Linked DNA regions of Mus musculus: all the other regions are linked to region 2. A link is a contact called in public Hi-C and HiChIP or PLAC-seq data. All regions are on one chromosome and are shown on one strand. Each heading gives the region's core, a stretch centred on a gene start, on an enhancer-like site or on the middle of the called end of the contact. The rest is flanking DNA. Distances are from core to core; before and after follow the strand shown.

Region 1 (2,924 bases), core at 348-2,847, 700 kb after region 2:
ATCCCATGCCCAAGGGTATTTGGGCATCACAAATTGGACTCGTAGTTAAAAAAAGAAACGAAAAGAAAAAAGAAGGGCATAAATTTAGGGATAGGGAAAGGAGGTGGGAGTGAACTGGGACAGGTGAATATGATCAAAATATACTGCACAAAATTCTCAAAGAATTAAGTATTTAAAATCAAAATTTCAAAATGAAGTAGAAAAAATAGAGACCAGGAAAATTGTAAGTTCATATCCAAAAATAGAAGATTAAAGAATATCTCAGCTGCTGATCTTCTGATTCATATGCATGCTCATGCATGGACAACAGAATATTGTGAATGGTCCCCATGTCTCACAGCCCTTGACAATGTGTTGTGTAACCCATGTAATGCTTTAAATACTAATTATTATGCATGTACATTTCTATGAAATCACCTGGTATCCTGGACAGAGTAACTTGAGCATTCAGTGTTTCTGCAAAGACCTCTTCCTTGTGGTAGCATTGTGGAATACCTGGTAAGAAAATGTAACCCCTGTCCACTCCTCTTATTTCTGGAGACTGTAAAATATTTTATTTTCCAATATCTTCTATTGCTCCTTCACAGGACCATGTGAAAATCTCAAATGGGGGATTTAGGCTGTGTTAATCCTGTATAAACTAGGCTGTGTTAACTCTGTATAATCAAATTCAACTATATGTTTCCTAATAGTTATCCATTATAACAATGCTTTACATTTTTAAGAATTAAAGAAATCTGACCAGCTAATTTCAGAGGAAAAAAACAATGAATGCTTTGTTTCAAGTCAAAGACACATTCATTAGAAATAAAAGCAGACTACTAAATCTGTTCACTGAATAACAAAAACCATAACATAATTTTATTTATTATAGGCGTGATGTTCTAAGCTAACTTCTATACATAGAATAAGCTCTTGGGTCATGATCTTATTTAGAACTATCTTATATAGAGCATGTTAAATATTAAGCCAAGAACTAGCATGAGTTTAAATGGCTAAACATTTATCATTCATCTATATACCTAAGAAAAGACAAATTTACTTAGAACCAGAAAAGGTGACTATAAATCACTTTCTGTCCAAATTAAAATGATCAAGCCATGAGGTCACCAGCCTCTATTCTTCCACTGCAGTAGTTACTGAGTGAAAATTGTTTCCAAGAAATGCGGTGTTTGGAGGTATCTAGGACAATAGGTTTTCTATGTTGCATTTCCTGTGACTCACAGGAGTCTTGTGGTTTTTGAAAGTGTGCTCAATGCAGTACAGGGAAGAATTAACATTACAAAAACATTACACACAACTATGTAATGGGGTATAATGGAGATCTCAAATATTAAATTTTAAAACTTTATTTAATAAGGACTCACTGAGATAACTCTGTGTTGTTGCATATTATATACCACATATTGATTTTTTTAAAAAGCTGTATTTGTCAGGCATGTACACAATAATCTGATAATATCCTCTTAAGGGAAGCATAATTGAATAGTTAAGAGAAATAGTTCTCAACTTATTTTCTACCACAAAATGCTCAGTATCACATCACATTCCTGTGGACTGTGGGCCTGAGCCTGTAGCCAAATGCCGTGAAAAGAATTTTGGGGATCCTGGAAGTGGAGTCTGCAAATGAGAGTCTGGCCCCAAGCACAGATTCCAAAGGCTTCAAAATACAACTCTAAATTATTTGACATTTTTCCTGTGCAGTATGGCATTTATTGCCTATTCTATGAAGCTGGATTTTCATGGACTCGACAATGCTTAAATAATGACTCTGAGACTTATTAATGTTTGTAGCAGCTTAGGCCTTTAACTTGGAGTCCCTCACAGCTACTCTAAACCAACTAATTCTGGCCCTATGTCTTGCCACATGGCCAGCTCTACTTCTTTGCTGATGTTCACAGCCTTCTGCTCCCAGTTCCCACGAGTGAATCCTCTCCCTCTGATTCTTTTCCCAGAGACCCTCTCTCAGCCCAGACATCCTACCTTCCCTTTCCTGCCTAGCTATCAGCTGTCAGATTTTTATTAAGCCAATCAACAGGTAAGGAAGGAAGAGTGTTTACAAAACAGCAAGGTAGGTGATGAGCCATAAGGAAAATAATACTAAAATCAGGCCAGTACTCAGCTCTCTGATGAGCAATCAACAATTGAATATTCAGATCCAACTTTCACATAGTGCACCTCAACACAAGATGACCCAATGCACAGATTGTCTTAGCCAAGCATTGACCAAACAATGAGGACTTAGGTAAAAACAAAACAAAACAACAACAACAAAAACCAGTTTCATGGAAGGATCTAAAGAATACCCGCAATTCTGCTCACACGTATGATGTAAACAGAATCATCTGTGTGCTGAATTTTCACAAATCACATAATGGTCCTGGCAGTGTCAGTTACAAGCAGCTACCAATGAAACAGCATATACAGTTACTCATTACTTAACATCTGCTGCTCTTTCTTCTCTTTCCTCTCAAGGTACAGGTTCCAAGTGGCATGCATTCCTACAAGACAATGTGACGATCGATTGGCAGATATGTATCAAATCTTTTGTGCTATTATTAATCAATACTTTATTATTTACTTCTCTCATTTTGTTACAGAATTCCAGACAAATGCAATGTAAGGGAGAAGTGGTTTATCTGGATTGACATTGGGGAGCACAGTCCATCACAACCCGACAGACATGGCGGCAGGACCATGAAATAGCTGTTCACATTACACTCACAATCTCGAAGGTGAGAGAGTTGAATTTTGGTCCTTCACTATCTCTTTCCTTTTTATACAATCCTAGATCTCAGCCCAAGATTTAACTGCAACAAATGTGTTAGCTAAAGCCAGGGTTCTGTAATGGACAGGATTTTCACAAAGCAAAGAACCTATAAGGATGCCTCCATGATTAAAGCACTTTTTGTTCCTGCAGAGGA
Region 2 (2,807 bases), core at 95-2,594:
GTATATTTTCACTCACTTGGGAAGTCTGCCCACAGCCACAAGGAGCCAGGTGACATCACAGAAGGTGGTGCTGATGCATGTCTGCTTCCCAGAGCAATGCAAGCAGGTTTTCCATCACCAGCTGCCATGCTCCTGGAACTTCATTCACACCCTGTGTTGTTTCTCCAAGTATATTCGAGGGTGAGGCTAGATTTCCTTGGTGGCAGATTGCAGTTTGGTATTATTAGAAAGTGTTAGTTAAGGTTGTCGAAAACCCTTTGCTTTCCTCTGCCTGTCAATATTTATTGATCCTCCATGGTGTCCAGAGCTGCATTTCCCCTATTCACCTCCCGGCTAGCAAGATCCCTCTCCAATTCTGGTTTAAGAAAAGGATTTCTTTTTCTTCCAAAGCAGTGACATTCAGCCACGCGTGATCACTTCTTTAAAATGCATTGCAAGCCACTGCACATTTATTCCTTGTATGACAGAGACATGTGTGGACTTGTGAGAAAAGTCTTCTTAGCCCAAAATCCATCTCAGCAGTGAATGTGAAAACCTAGGATGATGGTATGGATGACAACTCCTGCTCAGAGCATCCTTTCCAGAGGGCAGTGGAACTTGCTTCATCTACAGAGTCCCTTTGCTTTTGGCAGTCAGTGCTGTGAGGATGAGCACCAAGAGGCCATTGGAATGAACTTTCTGTTCATGTCAGAGTGCAGACAGAGAGGAGTAGGTGGGAATGACTCAGTGAAAGAACCAGGCATCTGCTCGAATGGGGAGACTGATATGATTCACCACCTGCTCCTCTGAGCAGGGATCTGACTCACTGTTAAGAGAGGCTGGTTTCTAAGGCAACCACAAAGGGGCAGGCAGCAGCAGCTTATGTGAATGTGGTTTCATGCGGTCACTGGTTCCCTTGTCTAGTGACTTCCATACTTGGCTGGTTACCTCCCAAGAAATGCTTTCATTTCGTTAAATGCCATTGCAGAGAGAGGAAAATGTTCTCTCTCTCTCTCTCTCTCTCTCTCTCTCTCTCTCTCTCTCTCTCTCTCTCTCTCTCTCTCTCTCATGATTATTTATAGATGCACACATGTTAGTAGCAAAGGCTTTTGTCTGTCCACAAATTAGCAACTGATTTCTGTTCTGAGTGATCTTGCCACCAGCCCCATTGGAAAGGCCCTGTTCATGGCAGGAAGGAAGGATTCAATTGGAAAACTGTAAAAGAGAAAGAAAAACTATTGAGTCTTGCCTGTCATGGTGGTACACATCTTTAATTTTAGCATTCAGGAGGTAGAAGCAGGTGGATCTCTGTGCATTCTAGGCCAGAGTGCTCTACATAGTGAGTTCCAGGCCAGTCATGGATAGGGAGTCTCCATCTCAAAAAAAAAAAAGTACTGAGACTATGGAGTCTAGTTACATGATCATGACTCAGATGTATAGTGATTACAAGATTTTTGCTAAAATCTAGTCCTTAAATATCCCCAGAAGGCCCATATGTTAAAGACTTTGTCTCCAGACTTGTGATGCTGAAACCTGTTGCAAACTGCTGAAGGTGTAGCCCAGTGAAAAGGTTTGGTCACTGATGGAGAAGACGAAACAGAGGGTGGGAAGATCTCCAAGGGGATGGTGGAACCCTAGTCACTTTCTCTGTCTCTCTGTAATGCTTCCCTAACAACAAGAAAATGGTTAAGTTTCTCCACAGGAGATCCCTATGTATGATGCCCTGCTACATACTCAAATGCAATGACGTCATGGGGTCAAGGATTGAAGGACCCAAAGTTGTGGGCCAAAGGCCACTTTTCCTGTTCACAGTACCCCCTCCCCTACCATTTTGTTACAATAATGAAGAACTGCCTAATAGAATAGATATATAAGGACAATATCCATACATCTATTTTATTCTCTTCTCTGCAGTGCATGTGTGTTGGGACTGAGGGGTAGGACCTTTCCAAATTTCAATGCATTTGGAACCCAAGGACAACAGAAACATCGGTTACTATGAGCAGAGTGACATATATGGATTGTACCAGAGAAGAAGACTTTCTATTCTACTAGGCTAGTCAGGATGCTAATTATCCCTGCAAGGCAGTATATAAGTTCGTACTTAATCCAATTAATTGAATAAAAAGTTTGAACATAATTATTATCTTGTTTGGAAGTGAAAAACTGCTGCCAAAACACTCCAGAAGTTTCTTCATCTAAAAGACAAACTTTCCCACTTGAATTTAATTTGTGCTCATCAATAGTTATTAATAGCTTCAAATAACTTTATTATAGACAATGATAAGGAAAGCAGCAATTTATCCAGTTTTGAAATTACCACATGTCCTGATTTTGTGTGTTTTACATTTAACAAATTTTTGTTAGGTATTTTCCCCTAAAGATTTTTTTTTTATACAATTAATTCTATTGTTGAGAGAGCTAGATAATACTGTGCATACTTAAAGAGTAAGAACACTCTGAAGAGCCAATGCATTTATCCTTACATTCAATAGACTTAGGCAGTTGTCTGTATAATACATAATTCTACATCAAAATTGGGTAGGACAGATGTCCTTGGGGGAAAACAAGGGAAGATTTCATGAAAACTCAGCAGGCTTTAGAGTGGTTGCATTTCACAGTTTAGATGCTTTTGCCAACAAGGGAAAAACAAGCTCAATGGATATTGACCAGGGCAGATTTGCAAAAGCATTACAGCACAGGTTTTAACAGGGAACTCCAGGTAGATGATAGAAGCCAGACTAGTTGATGCCTAGGAGAGTCCTAGCAATTACCACCAAAAGGAAACAGTTCCTTCTCTTTCATGCTAGGTAAGTACCTACATCTCT
Region 3 (2,759 bases), core at 201-2,700, 600 kb after region 2:
GTTGTTGCTGCTGCTGCTGCTCTTATTGCACTCATTTAAATTTGAATAGCCACTTGTATCTAGTGGCCATGATATACGGCAGTATAACATTAGAATTATAATTTAGCCCAATTCTCTAGATCCTTTAGTCCACAGAAGACTTAGTCTGTCTGCATCAACTCTCCTGAGGCATTAACTCAAAAGGCCTTCTGCTTCTTTTTTTTAAAAAGATTTATTTATTTGTTTATTTATATGTATATTAATATACTGTTGCTGTCTTCAGACACCAGAAGAGGGCATAAGATACTATTGCAGATGGTTGTGAGCCACCATGTGGTTGCTGGGTATTGAACTCAGCACCTCTGGAAGAGCAGTCAGAGCTCTTAACCGCTGAGCCATCTCTCTAGCCCTGCCTTCTGCTTCTTAATGCGAGTTATTGCATGCCATCACTGATTTATGGTCTTAGAAAAACAGACCAAATGAACTTGGCCTATTTCCAAACACACTTGTACAACAAGAATTATCCATATAAACAAACTTCTTCAGATATTAAACTAAGTCCATGGACAAATATTAGACAAAAATTTCAATCATAGCAAAAAAAAAAAAGGAAAAAAAATGACGTATGTGGAGAAAACATGAGGCCAAAGGATCATTTCTGGTTGAGCTAAGGCTCCCTAAAGCTTTGCTGACAAGCAGGAGTTATCCCCAAAGACTTACCTGTAAGATGTCTATGAAGAAAGAATGCTCTTGAGGATGGCAACCAGGTACATCTTATTCCCTACTATTGACGTATTAACTTCATCACCATTAATGAACACATAAGGAAAGAGCTTCATCTATATAATCTCTCATCATGTCAACAACCATCCAGTAGGTAAAAATAGCTATACCTTTTCTCAGAATTATCTGGACTCTAAGAAGCATGCCTAAAGTTTTCAAGTTGATAAAGGTTGAGGCCAGTTCACAGATCAAACTAGGTGACCTGGATTTTTTTTTCCTTTCTCTGGATCCTGTCATTACACAAGAGAGAAGCATGAAGGTCACTGGCAGTCATCTGAATATCAGGCTTCATTGCCTCCTGTTTCATAGCCACTCTGAATGTGGAGAAGCAACATCTGGGTTAATTCCTAGGCAGCAACACCCAGGAGAGCTTTGAACAAAAGTTTAATTTTATGCAAAAATACTACAAGATCTCTTACAATAAAGACAGCCCCAAAAGGAGTCCATCTTAAAGTGAACACAGCAGCAAATTATATTCATATTTAAGGAAAGGGGTCTTGTAGAGATACCCTAAAATATGCCGCTGCATTTCTTTGGAATGTGTTCAGGAGGTGAAAATAACTGAAGAAATTGGCTCCCTCTTCTTATCACACAGTATTCCCAGCCATCTGCTGTGTGTGCTTATGAAGATGCTGTGCAGTGCTTAAAATTCTCATCCAAGAAAATGTGAATAACCAATTTACAACCTGTGAGGGAAAGGGGAGGGATTCGTCCTTCCCATCCCCAAGGCTCAGATTTAGAGTGAGCATGTGTAGTTGTGGGTGGCTATGCTGGTTGCTTTAAAGAAGATTAAATTGTACATAATGCCAAATAACAAAACAAAAGGGGAAAATGTGTGTGGGAGATGGGAGTGAGATGCTGAAATAATTTAATTACTGTCAGGTGGTTTTCAAGCTGTACTGGGGTGAGGGGAGCCTTGAATAGAATCTATTACCCAAAAACCAAATGAGCCTACAAACATCTCTATACTCATTTTTATTGCATGATACCAAATGGTTTTCAAAACATAAAAAATAAAAGTTGTGATACTACATGGAATAAAGAGAGTGGAGACCTTTGGGTAAGACCCTACCCAGCTAAGCTTCCAATTTGTGAAAAGGAATTGAAGAAAAGCTGAAGCACTGAAGGAAACCAGCAACAAGAGGAAGCTGATGCAAATGTGATGGAAAGAGGGGGCCAAGTTCCAGCCACAGCAAGCCGTAGAACTTGGCAACTTCAGCCAAGTGGTTCTGGTTTTAGAGTCAAGAACATAAGAAAGGGGTTATGGGATCTTCCTGTGTGACTAAGGAAAGCTGCAGAGGCTAGGCATGTGACAGGAGTGTCCCTGCTTGGAGAGCCAATAAAAACATTGTGTGAAACTATGGGGATGAATCCTGAATAATGCTAGTGACCCCAAGGTGTTAGAGATGTTAGGATAATGAGATATCTTCTAGGGAAAGCTGCAGATCGGTGTGGAACCAGCCTAAGAGAGAAAAGTATGCTGTAGTCAACAAAGCCATAGGAATTGAAGTCCTGAAAAATGCTTTAACACTGGACATGGAGAGACAGAATTTAGAATTTGCCCTGCTGTTTTTTAGTCTTTCTTTGGGCCAATATTTCCTCATTCTGTTCCCTTTTATCCCTTTGGAATAGTAATATGTTCTGTGCACTCATGAGTTAGAAGGCATCTTAGTCATGTTTCTCCAGAGTCACATAACCTATGGAATAAATTTATACATACACATATATACACATGCACACACATACATATACATCATATGTGTGTCTAATTCAGGTCCAGCAAGGGCAATCGCTTCTACCTGTAATGTAATTACTAGCTGTGTCTTACACAATACTGACCATGGGTACACCATCTTGTCTCTAAAAATCCCAGGGTTCAAATAGAGACTGGAAACTTAGCACCAATCTGTGTGGGACCCCCAAGATTTTGAAAGAGGGTACTCACTCTACTGTAGTTCGATGTTTTAGGACTGAAATGTCACCCAAAGACCATGTAG
Region 4 (3,017 bases), core at 476-2,975, 950 kb after region 2:
AGCATATTTCAAACAGAGCAAATTTTATATTAGCTAACTATTCTTTTCTTCTATATATAAGGTGTCTGGCTTTTGTCTTTATCCAAAGTAAGTAAAATTTGAGGTATATAGACTTCAGAGTTTAAGGACATATGTAATTTTAGAAAGTTCTTTTGTGAGGGATATTTCTTTTGACTTAAAATTATTCAAAACCTTTGACAGATTCTTTACTAAAGCTATATTATGCAGTTGTTTTTAATTTCTTCTCTAAACAAAGTTCAAATTGTTCATCTTTCAGATCTTGACAGAGCAAGTCTGTACTCAAGTTGTGCATAAACCACACCCGGAGCCAGACTCCACAGTCAAAATCCAGAATCCAAGTAAGCAGAAGCCGCTCCTCCCGCGGCGCGGCAGCGCGGCCGTTACACGGTGACATGTGGGACCAAACCAGAGCCTCTCGTGACTGCGTTCCTTCTGGTGGCCCCACTTTAGGACAGGGACAGCTCCACTCGGAGCCAAGTATTGAGTTGAAAATTAGTGAATGTGGTGCTACGTCTTGGTGACATTTTAAAATTTTAATTCAGAATTTGTTTGTATATAGTGATTCTTAAGGTGGTGGCAACTTTGTTAAAGAACTCAACACCAAGTGCAGAATTGATGGAAGTCCGTCGGCTGTTTTTATCCGACATGATTAAGCTTTTCAGTAACAGCCGTGAAAATAGAAGGTAAAAAACAGTCTGATTTTTATTCTAGATTAATATTTTTTATGTTCTTGATTTTCCATAACTTTCGAATGAAAAATTCAAATAATTTGTTAAATTCTCTTAAATCATTTTAAAAAGGCTTGCGTTTCTTAGAAGCAATTTATTTCATCCTACTTTATCAGTTGTATATGCTTTTATTTAGTTGTCCTAGTACACACACACACACACACACACACACACACACACACACACACACACACACACATATGAATATACAGATGAACACTTTTGTACTTATGCTGTAGCCACTATCTCTCACATCTCCCTATCAGCAACAGTGCCTTTAATTCTCATTATGTTGGGTGTGTCCATATTCACTGATGTTGTCCTGCCATGCATTTAAGATATCCTAGCTCAGACATGATGTACAGCCTGAGTCCTTGAATATGTGTCTGGTCATTTCCTAAGTTTCTAACGCATTTTTGTATTGTGTGTGAAGCATTTTGGTGCCCACACTAGCACAGTTGGGTTGGGGGTGCTGTAGAGCCAGTCGAGAGCACCGTGAGTGTTAGCAGTGAATTATTACTGCGAACACGCAGAAGCTAAAGCTGTCTCTCGACAGGAGAGGTAGGGAGGGATTTGATTTATAATTCAAGTTCTCTAAGAAAGAAAGAAATTGATAGAGGTTATAGAATGCAGAATACAGAGAATAATCGTGTACTTGGCTTATATTTTCATCACTTTAAGTTTCAAAGTAGTAAATTATAATTTTGATAATTTTAATGAGGTCTTTTTCATTTTCTTTTTAGATGCTTACTGCAATGTTCAGTGTGGCAGGACTGGATGTTTTCTCTTGGCTATATCAATCCAAAAAGTTCTGAGGAACAGAAGATTACTGAGATGGTCTACAACATTTTCCGGATTCTTTTGTATCATGCAATAAAATATGAATGGGGAGGCTGGAGAGTCTGGGTGGACACACTCTCAATAGCCCATTCCAAGGTAAGGGGATTTGGCTTCTTCTGTCATTGAAGTTTCAGCCAGGAAGTAAATGGCTATAAACTCTCATCTGGTGCCACCTAGTGGACATTCTCAGTCATGGCTCCTTCCTTGATCCTAATTTTGACTTTGTCCTTTCTTTGCCCTTTGGTGAGCCTGAAGGTGGTTTAAGATCACTTAACTTACTCGGAGGCAAAGGCAGGTGGATTTCTGAGTTTGAGGACAGCCTTATCTACACAAAGTGAGTTCCAGGACAGCCAGGGCTATACAGAGAAACCCTGTCTCAAAAAACAAACAAACAAACAAACAAACAAACAAAAAAACCTTATGAAGTCTGTAAATTATGAATTTTGTTTTAATAGCACTTTAAGTAAGTGTGTCTGTTTGTGTGTGTGTGTCGGGGGCAGGAGGAGGTGTTCGTGTGTAGGTGTGTGAGTGCATGCAAGCACTTGCTGAGTCTGGGAGCCAGAAGATAGTTTTCAGGAGTTGGTTCTCTGCTTACAGTTACAGGTTCCAGGGATTGAACTCTGGTCTTTCGGCTTGGAGGCAACGCCTTTCCTTAATGAGCCATTTCATGTCCTCTCAATTGGAAAATTTACTATATATGTTTGTAGCCAGCATGAGAACCAGTTGCTTTTTAACTGAACCATATTCAATTCTTACAAGCATATTTCATGAAATAGTAGCTGAATAGTACTTTTAAAGATGTTTTTGAAGTAATCAGATTTCTTTTCATTCTAAAATAAGTAATAAATACATTCAAAAGGGGCTTGGTTGACTTGAATTTGGATCCCCATCGTGGCTGCACACACTTTGTTCGCCCCAAGTGCTGGAGAGCCCGATGGGTAGATCCCAAGGACTCTCAAGCCAGCCGGTCTGTCTAGCCAAAACCATAGAGCCCAGGTCAGTACAAAACGCTGTGTCAAAAATGAGTTGCCACATGAAATTGAGGAAGGCATCTCAGTGTCAGTGACCATGATAGATACATAGTTTTCTTGATTCCGTGTTTGTTTAGTTCTGCCTGGCTGGAATTTGCTGTGTACACTAACATTTAAGACTGGTTTCACTCACAGAGGTCTGTCTGCTTCTGGCTTCCTAGTATTGGCATTAAAGGCATGCACCTTAAAGTAATATTTTTAATTGTGTTGTTGTAGTTAGTGCTCTATTGCTATGAAGATACACCATGACCAAGGCAACACTTATAAAATAAAGCATTTAATTTGAGGCTTGCTTACAGTTTCAGAGGTGAGTTCATTGTCATGGAGGGGAGCATGGTGGCAAGCAGGCAGGCATGGTGCTGGAGGAGGAGCTGAGAGCTACATCCCGATCCATAGG

Evidence for each region. HiChIP or PLAC-seq counts read pairs in DNA pulled down with a chosen protein or histone mark. Hi-C and Micro-C count contacts between places; a contact is called where the count stands out from the background.
Region 1: a CTCF HiChIP or PLAC-seq map of the NIH/3T3 cell line shows a contact between it and region 2, with 6 read pairs. The contact joins two enhancer-like sites. A contact is called at or near these places in 1 of 15 datasets of contacts at CTCF or cohesin (the NIH/3T3 cell line) and 1 of 115 datasets of contacts at active chromatin or transcription factors (embryonic fibroblasts).
Region 3: a Hi-C map of cortical neurons shows a contact between it and region 2. The contact joins two enhancer-like sites. A contact is called at or near these places in 3 of 484 Hi-C or Micro-C datasets (cerebral cortex and cortical neurons) and 2 of 115 datasets of contacts at active chromatin or transcription factors (embryonic forebrain and neural progenitor cells).
Region 4: an H3K27ac HiChIP or PLAC-seq map of neural progenitor cells shows a contact between it and region 2, with 33 times the contacts expected there. The contact joins two enhancer-like sites. A contact is called at or near these places in 3 of 484 Hi-C or Micro-C datasets (cerebral cortex, cortical neurons and forebrain), 4 of 115 datasets of contacts at active chromatin or transcription factors (SST interneurons, VIP interneurons, embryonic basal ganglia and 1 more) and 1 of 9 other capture datasets (embryonic stem cells).

Annotation. Positions count from the first base shown.
Region 1 is chr3:56,260,679-56,263,602 of GRCm38.p6, reverse strand. Gm40053 (a long non-coding RNA gene) reads left to right here. Exons shown (of 3, transcript XR_867300.1): 2 at 2,601-2,735. Among named protein-coding and RNA genes, the nearest start is that of Gm40053, 7.8 kb to the left of the region's middle. Within about 2 kb of position 1,597, at least 38 of the 459 cell types and tissues checked have an H3K27ac peak or open chromatin away from gene starts, as enhancers often do. A contact at or near this core is called in the NIH/3T3 cell line and embryonic fibroblasts, where this site is marked.
Region 2 is chr3:56,960,753-56,963,559 of GRCm38.p6, reverse strand. No RefSeq gene overlaps it. Among named protein-coding and RNA genes, the nearest start is that of Gm22269, 92 kb to the left of the region's middle. Within about 2 kb of position 1,344, at least 86 of the 459 cell types and tissues checked have an H3K27ac peak or open chromatin away from gene starts, as enhancers often do. A contact at or near this core is called in the NIH/3T3 cell line, cortical neurons, embryonic fibroblasts and 1 more, where this site is marked.
Region 3 is chr3:56,361,437-56,364,195 of GRCm38.p6, reverse strand. No RefSeq gene overlaps it. Among named protein-coding and RNA genes, the nearest start is that of Gm40054, 5.3 kb to the right of the region's middle. Within about 2 kb of position 1,450, at least 18 of the 459 cell types and tissues checked have an H3K27ac peak or open chromatin away from gene starts, as enhancers often do. A contact at or near this core is called in cortical neurons, where this site is marked.
Region 4 is chr3:56,006,904-56,009,920 of GRCm38.p6, reverse strand. It overlaps Nbea (neurobeachin), which reads left to right. Exons shown (of 58, transcript NM_030595.1): 19 at 278-359; 20 at 581-704; 21 at 1,493-1,685. All of the region lies in intron 6 of Gm31914 (a long non-coding RNA gene), which reads right to left. Among named protein-coding and RNA genes, the nearest start is that of Gm22784, 51 kb to the right of the region's middle. Within about 2 kb of position 1,725, at least 4 of the 459 cell types and tissues checked have an H3K27ac peak or open chromatin away from gene starts, as enhancers often do. A contact at or near this core is called in neural progenitor cells, where this site is marked.